2 separate regions of the Rattus norvegicus genome follow, and region 2 is linked to region 1. The links are chromatin contacts, called in public Hi-C maps. All regions are on one chromosome and are shown on one strand. Each heading gives the region's core, a stretch centred on a gene start, on an enhancer-like site or on the middle of the called end of the contact. The rest is flanking DNA. Distances are from core to core; before and after follow the strand shown.

Region 1 (4,268 bases), core at 1,101-3,600:
GTTTTTGGATATGAAACATGTCTCCACAAAGAATTCTGGTCTCTTTACAAATCTGTGCAAGTCTTACTTTATTCATGCATTTTATTTCAGCTATGGAAAAATGTTGTCTGTTTTATATTTCCTGTGGTTTTTAAGCATACTGTACTTTTAAGTGCTAAAACATGCCACCTAGTGGCGAAGGGTCAAATACACCATTTACATAACCAGTGACAAGATGACTGACACACCACAGGATCCTGTGTGTGTGTGTGTGTGTGTGTGTGTGTGTGTGTGTGTGTGTATGTGTGTGTGTGTCACACACACACACACAGAGAGAGAGAGAGAGAGAGAGAGAGAGAGAGAGAGAAAGTTTTTAAAAATTAAACATTTTTTTTATAAATAAAACAATTAGATGATGAAATGTTACCAGACACAAGAGTACACAAACTGGTACTCTATTGTAAGACTTTTTGAAAATTAATTTAAAAATTATAGACACTTTCCGGCCAGGAACAGTGACACAGACCTTCGTTCCCAGCTATTTGGGAGGCTGACATTAGGTGAATGCAAGTCCAAACTCTGCCTGAATTCAATGTGAGCCTCGGAATGGGAGTGAAACTCTTGTCTCAAAATGAAAAGTTTTCAGAAGTCTTGGGATGCAGGTCAGTGGTGGATACTTTGTCCAGAACATATGAGGCCTTAGTTTCAATTTCTGATACTGCCAAAGGAAAGGTATAGGCTTATTTAAATTCATTTTTTAAAAATATATTTTCCTACTCATTGGTTAATAGCATCCTCACTTAATATTTGCATTATGCTGACTATAGGGCCATATATGGATGTTAGTAATAATATTTCTTTCTTAGGACAGGGACCAAAAACTAAATGTCTTCTAAAGTTTAAGATTCCACATTTTGCTATGTTGATGGTTTCGCAAAAATTAACTGTGAACCATGAACTGATTTCTGATTTCAAAACTATAAATGGGCTGAGAGAATGAATTCTTGTTTCATACTTTTGAGTCTATTTCTCATCATGTTAAAAAAGAAAGTTATAGCTAAGATTAACATTTAAATTTTCTCTGGTTTGTGCTGTCGCAATCATTAGCTGCATGGAGCAGATGGAGTGGAATGTATCATAAAGCCACTGGAGTAACCTTACTTCTAACAGGAGAACATACACAATTGTGTACCTATCTCAGTATCCGTCATGTAACTTACAGTGTGCTTAGAAAGCTTAAAAACAGGAGAGGGCAAGCTTAACATTGAAACAAATTTCATGAACCGATATGTGATTTGAGAACAAAAGCATAAGCCTTGAACATCTGCACATTTTTACTTTTGTAAGTATTTGTAAATAAAGGATTCCGAATTCCATTCCATTCTAGAAAATGTAGTTATCAAGTTGGGTTTTTTTTAATGATGGTTCTTCTTTCTATTGAACATTCAACTTTTAACAGATTAATCTGGTTTATTAGGCAGAAGGCTCAGAAGCTAATGATTTAACCAGAAAGTATCCATCCTTTCTGTAAACATGCACATTGCAAGTAAATAAAGGGCTACCAATACATGGTTTTGTTGTTTCCATTTCTGATGCTTTGGATTTCCTCAGCACCTCAGACGTCCTCAGAAGGAGGGGTGAGGGGCCTGTCACTGACACTGCGTCACGTTCAGATCTAGGGTGGACCAGTTGCATTGTAGAAGAGAGCAAATCTTCTGAAACCATGATGGGAGGAAGTGGAGAGGAAAGGCCCAGTAATGAACGCACGCTCTTTGGTATCTTGCCTTTGGACTTCGTTTTAAAAAGGATTTCCCAGGACTGTAGCAGATGGTAAATGAGAGCAAGGTCTCTTTAAAAAGGCCTGCTTCATATCTACAGGCTCAGGCCAGGCCTGGAGTGGAAACTCAGAAAAGACTGCCACCCACTGAAGCCCTGCGGTGTCTGTTGAGGATGACTGTAACACAGGGTTCCTATGTATACTTTGAGACAGGCATTAACTGATAGCTCCACCTTGAAGCCATTAAAGTGGATTGCTTGTAAGTCAGAGCTGGGAAGATTAAAGATGAGCTTGCCTTTGTGGGACCTGGGAGACACTTAAACTTCAGGTCCACTCTGACTTTCTGGGAATGTGGGTGAGCGAATTCTCATAAAATGTTTCATTCTGTTTCTTAGGGCTAAAAGCTTAGTGTCGTTATTTTCCATGCTTAGAAAAAAAAAGTCACATTGATTTTTTTTTAAATCCAAAAGTTTTAAAAGAGGAACGTTTGCCTGTCACGAAAGCAGTGGAAACTCTGAGCTAGCTCTGCACAGCAGACATTTGTTAGCTGCACTTTGGAGAATTATATTAACCACTAGAAGTTCTGTCTGTGCCTAACAAAAACACAGCCCAAGTGGATTCCTTTCAGATTAACTAATCAAAGCCTTGCTTTTTCCATGGCTGAGGTCAAGCCCTACCATTTAAAATGCAATCTCAATGAACAAAATGGAAAGTTCAAATGGGAGAAAGACTAAAATTGCCCCAAAGAAGTAAAGTAAAAACACGACTAATCTAAAACTTATTCATAGTTAAATTCGCTTTGATAATTAGCATTGAAAGATGACTTTTTGAGTTAACATATTTGAGAGACATTTCTTCTTGTGTTTATTACTGTAGAGGCAGTACAGGAATGCTTTATCATGTTGCAAAGAGTTTATAATGCCCAAGTATCATTCAAAGGAGACGTTAACAAATGTGAATCATGGAGCACCTGCAGTTTCTGAAGAGTAGTGCCTTAGACATCTTAAATACATCTATGTATCTGATGCAGGAAGTTTGTTTGTGTCAGTCTCAGTGCCTGGCTTCCAAATCACATGCTCATCTTGCTGGTGGTCTGGATCCCATCAGGGTGGCCTTGGAAATACAAACCTTGTTCCTAAGGTCAAGAGAAATAAACAATAGGATTCAACTCCAGATGGTATCTTCCCGTTTTTAAGAATAGAGAAGAAAGACATTTTGCAGATCACTGTTATTCCTTTAAAAATCTGTACTCACGAGGGTACAGAGTTTACAAACCATATGGGACAGGGTAATGAGACTGGTTTCTTTCATCCTATATTATCCTGGAAGAAGAAAATATATATAATGAAGTTAGGAGTGTCAGATTTCAGAAGAGCATTCTAGATTCGAATCTGATTTCCTTTAAGTACTTTATCTGAATAATTACTTTGTTTGCCCCAAGTTCTTTGTGATCATTGAGGATTGTGACAGCATTCAGTTGTAAAGTCACACGCAGTAAGGAAATCATAAAAAATTGATTTAAAGCATCAGGCATACTGATACACTCCTGCATTCCCAGCATCTAATGCAGTGATCCACAACTGCGTTTGCAGCAGCTTGATTAGTGATGGATCCCTATATTCAGTGATGCCTACCTGCGCCTGCATTCCCAGTAATCTGAAAACTCAGAGCAAGGACTGTGGTTTCAACGCTAGTCTGGGTTTCAGGTGGCATCCATAACTTGAAAGAAAACAAAAAGATGTCAGCCAATCAAGAGTAGTTCCTAGAACATGGGCTTGGTCTAGCATTTGTTTGCCAAACACTGTCAAGTGCATGATGCTTTGAAAGAAATTAAAGTACTTAGCCATGTAGTGATAGGAAAGATTACTTGAAAACCTGCATTCTCAAAGCATAAAATTAAAGCTGCTATATAATATATTAAACATACTAAATATTTTCATAATTCCATAGATTATATTACAGATGCATTTTGATGGTTAAGCATACTTTAATTTTCTATTTACTATTTTTATTTTGGCAAAATAAATAGCTATCAAGTTGTAGGAAAAGTTAGAGGAATAAAAACCATGTGCCTATTCAGAATAAAACAAGAAACACCTAAACATCATTCGTGAAGTTTTCTTTGTGGGAGGGTAGAATGACCAGAATCTACCCATCCACGTAAAACAACACTTAAAAGTGAATCTCATGTCTATTTCAGAAGCCTGACTCTTGAGCATCTCGGTGCTGATGCTAGAGAGATGGCTCGGGAGTGCACACGCATCCTGCACTTGCACAGACTCCAAGTTCAGCTCTGAGCATCTTACTTCATTACTTTGTCTAGAATTGAAAATGCAATTTAATTTTATCTAATGTTTTTTACAAAAGTGTTCAGCTTCCTTTTTATCAAAGCTTCTATGAACACAGCACCCTAATAAATGAAAGGGACATTTTGAGGTACCTTAATCCTAAATGCTAGCTCTTACCCTACCTTTAAATGCTGAGAAGCATAAAGCATTCCAGGAAATGTCCT
Region 2 (4,268 bases), core at 1,324-3,823, 220 kb after region 1:
AAATGGAACACAGAGGAAATACCACAACCCATGCTACTTATAGCAGTGATCTGAAAGTTGTATATTCTTGACATGTAGGCCTTAGACTTTTCTTTAATATAAGCATAGTGGCTCTTCCTCAAATTCAAAAATTACATAGAATGACTAGGCTCTAACAGGGTAAATGACGTATAAGAAGTGTCCACACGGTATCAGGGCACACCCAGGCATGCAAGGGAAGTATAAGTTAAGGAGTTCTGAATACACCAGATTACTGAGTCATCAATATTTTCCTTACTCGGACATACATGTTTCTGCTATTAATTTTCATTACAACTATCTGAATTACTATTTGGACTGTCTGAGATAATTCACTTTCTTGGTAAAAACCTTTAGTTTGGGGTTGGAGTTTGTCTGCTATTTAATGACACCAAGGAAAAAGGATTTGGCCCAAAGGCAGGACTTTCTGAACTATACCTCCTATTCTTAATGTATGTAAATTAATATTAGAGAACAGTAAACCCCTCATTTTTAAGTAAGACCTAGAGAATAAATTCAATGACCTAGATGAGAGTTTTAGCACAAGACCTATTCTCAAAAGCTTTTGAGCATCCTATATTTTCATTTACATACATATTTGATTACTTTTGTACTTTACAAAAGTTAAGTGCATCGTTTTAATATAAATTGAGAATAAAGTCTCTATAGATATTTTAGAGTAGGTTTTCTGGTAGGGGAGGGGAGTGAGCAGATTCACTGATACTCAGACATTTTCCTTCTATCCTAATGTTGCAGTCTGCTTTCCTCTTTTCTGACTTCTTTGTTCTCCAGTTTGAAAACAACACAGACTTTTCATGGCATTATGAGGAAATTCGTTTCACCCTTCATAAATTCCCTCTCTTTTTGAAACATAGAAACTGATTTTAAAAGTTTCAAGATTTTAGAAAAGTGCACCCTCTATGGGACTATTGACAGACTTGAATTTTATCTCCAGAACGTTATAGGATTTCTAAAACTGCTAAATAGTTTCTAAATATCTTTAGAGAAAAATTCAGAAAGGCAGGAAAAAAAACATATACAGATAGATGGATATACACATGAGAAAGACAATAGTAGACATGGTTAACACATTACAAAGTTTTGAAAGCTTGAGTTTGATGCTAACAGTGACGAAGATCTATGCTGGCCTCTTACAGTGAGAATGTGTCTATTTCTGACACTTCGATCTTCAAAAGTTAAGGTTAATATCAATGACGCCCGTTTTATTTTATTTTTTTTAAAGTTTTGTCCTATAGTAGCCATGCCATTTTGCTTAACAATATGACTCACCACTAACATATGTAACCCACACAGGGGAAACAAACAAACAAACAAGAAAACAGTAACCAAGCAAGATATGCCTTAAAAGAAAGGAAAATAGAAGGAACAGGGGGAAGGGAAGGGAACCGGAAAGGAAGGAAGGAAGGAAGGAAGGAAGGAAGGAAGGAAGGAAGGAAGGAGGGAGGGAGGGAGGGAGGGAGGGAGGGAAGGAAGGAAGGAAGGAAGGAGAGAGAGAGGGAGGGAGGGAGGGAGGGATTTAAGGGAAAAGTCCTTCTCAATACTCTATTCCAAGTAAGTTATATATAAGGCGTGCTGATTGTCTGCCTTCAGCCATTCTCCCAGGAACTACACTATCCCAATAATCAAGTCAGTAGGGTGGGAAAGTACCGCAGTTTAAGAAATCTGGTTTCTATCAGCGTCTGTCATGAAGAAATAAACTTGACTCCCTCTCAGTAAGCAAACAAGATTTTAAGATCAGAGATGAAAACGTTAGGAGGGGAGGATAAAGCTTTGGAAAGAAAGGAATGAAGAGCAAAGACAAAGGAAACTCCGAACTATCAGGGTTGCTGCAGAGGTTTTTCTAAACAAAGACTGCTGCTGAAGTTCGAACAGGAAAGACTCCACCCTGCCCTGCTTCTGCAGCAGCAGCGGCGGCGGCGGCGGCGGCGGCGGCTTTCCCAGCTTGGAAAGCGCCAGCCCACACAACAGACCTCTAACTAAAAAGTGCCTCCGGTTAAGCACTCTTTTCTTTTAAACATCACACTCTTACGTTCGGGCAAAAGGACTGATCGGATCCTCGCTCTTAGAGGATGTCAGAAACTAACTTTTTGCCAGGGCACACACAGAAGCTCCGGATTTGCAGACGTGCCTAGTCTCCAGAGCCAAGCTGTTTCCCAGGTGCAAATCCTACAGCCCCCTTCTCAAACTTCAAACCAGAGTCTTCCCTTCACGCTCCTCCTGAAGCTTAACATTCCATCTAGTTCCCAAACCAAGCCATAAACACCATAAGCAAAGCAAAAGGCAAACTCACCATTCTCTTGTTCCTGGGCTTTTATTGAGACACAGTACCCTAATAAAACAAAAAGAATGAGGAGAGGTCTTGCTACCACCCAGTTTGCCATCATGCCTAAATATGAGACATGTGGGTCCTCCTGGGATCGAAGAGTAGATATGGAGGTCACTGTAGCACCATGAATTTGGCTGGGGTCTCTTTTTCAGCACCAGTCCCAGGGGCTGCCTCAGTCTGTTTCAGCACCAGCTCCAGCAGAGTCTGTGAAAACTTTTTTCAAGCGACGCAGCTTTAAATAGGAAGAATGCTGCCTCCACTTCTTTTCCTGCCCCTTTCAGCTTGTTCAGGCCCATAACCATCCAGTGTCTGCCAAGCAACCCTCTGATTGATGGTAAGCAACCAAATCAGAGCGCAGGACTCTGCGACTTGAGTTTTCAGTATTCCTTGTAGATTTTAAGCGCAGAGGCAGCTTCCCAACAGAGACGAACTTTTATTTCTTCTTCTGTTTGAGTGTGTATGCCTTTTCTTTTCTTCTCTTTTTTTAAAAGAAAGCCTATTAGAAGGAGTCTGCTCCTCCCTCCCTAACTCTTCCCCCAGACACACACCCACTGACTTTTTCCAGAGACACTAAAAAAGCTTTAGGGAGGATTACAGCCTTTTAGTGGATTTGTTTTTCTTTTGCATTTAGATAATTCAGACTTCTCTTCATCACTTAAGCCTTTAAAACGTCACTTTTTAACCTGTTCTTTTGACAGCAGAGGAATGATTCTTGTCCCGATTTTCACTGTGCTCCCTTTCTCATGCTGTGAGAGGATTCTGGAAGAGAGAAGAGGCAGAATACACCCGACTCAAAATGAACTTGAGGTCCTTTTCATTGAGTTGCTTCCATGTCGCTTAAGGAGACATAGCTATACATTCTCCTTGTCACAGAGCATTTTACTGTGTTTTTTTTTTTTTAAAAAAGTCCACCAAGCTTGTTGACTGAGGAAAACACACTGCTTTAGGTCTCAGAAAGGGTGGGTTCCCACATCAGATCTGCCACTCACCAATTTTGTGAATTTATACATAGTCTTTATCTGTCCAATTTTCTTGTTGGAAAGGGGGCTTTGGCCTGACGAGTGTGCAGGATCTGGTGATACTAAACTGAGTAATATGCTATTAACTAGATTCCAAATTGCAAAGAGCTACATAAAAGTGGATGGCGCTGTCATTAGCCCCCACACCAGCTTTCCAGGGAACATGGTAGTCCCAGCTGTATATGTCTCTTAAGAGCAAGTCATTAACTTTTTGCCCTACTCAAGCTTGACAAGATTTAAATGCCCTCAGTGTTTTTAAAAGTCTAATACATTTGATATTGTGAGTTCTCGAGGAACAGAATTAAGTCACACACAACACGTATGACTCAAGTCTTCGTAGTTTCTCAGCACTGAACAGGTACTCTGAGACACCCTGAATATTGGAGGGAATATGGCATACTGGAAACAAAGGCAGAATCTATCACCTTTAAAAAACGTATTATGTAAATGCTGAAAAAAATACATCTATATGAAACAAAAAATACAAACCAGATATACAGCTATTTGTGGAATGAATTAAACCCAAAATAAATACAAAAAAAGAATAGTCTAAAATTAGAATAGGTATATAAAACTTCATTTACTGTTTAATTTCCTTAATAAAAGAAAAAAATCCAAAAGAGGTAGAGCTAGGCTCTGGAGAAGTTCCCAAAACAACTTTCTCGCCCTGTACCATAGAGAATAACTTGACATCAAGACCTGTCTATGTCTAGTGAATTCTTTCACCAACATACTGCTGTTCCCATGGCTGTCTTGCTCACACTTAATGAATGGGTTAAATAAGGAACAAAAATCAAATTTCTTCTAATTATTTGAACAATAGCTGAAAAAACCCATGATGTAAAAGCTCTTGTTAATCCTTCATCAAAGGAATGTTGTTTTGC

Evidence for each region. Hi-C and Micro-C count contacts between places; a contact is called where the count stands out from the background.
Region 2: a contact with region 1 is called in a Hi-C map of the Rat2 cell line, with 2.9 times the contacts expected there. The contact joins the promoter of Col5a2 here to the enhancer-like site in region 1. A contact is called at or near these places in 2 of 12 Hi-C or Micro-C datasets (the Rat2 cell line and Schwann cells).

Annotation. Positions count from the first base shown.
Region 1 is chr9:54,868,966-54,873,233 of GRCr8, forward strand. All of the region lies in intron 1 of Col3a1 (collagen type III alpha 1 chain), which reads left to right. Among named protein-coding and RNA genes, the nearest start is that of Col3a1, 4.5 kb to the left of the region's middle. Within about 2 kb of position 2,351, at least 8 of the 93 cell types and tissues checked have an H3K27ac peak or open chromatin away from gene starts, as enhancers often do. A contact at or near this core is called in Schwann cells, where this site is marked.
Region 2 is chr9:55,087,578-55,091,845 of GRCr8, forward strand. It overlaps Col5a2 (collagen type V alpha 2 chain), which reads right to left and starts at 2,574. Exons shown (of 54, transcript NM_001399195.1): 1 at 2,330-2,574. The coding sequence starts at 2,423.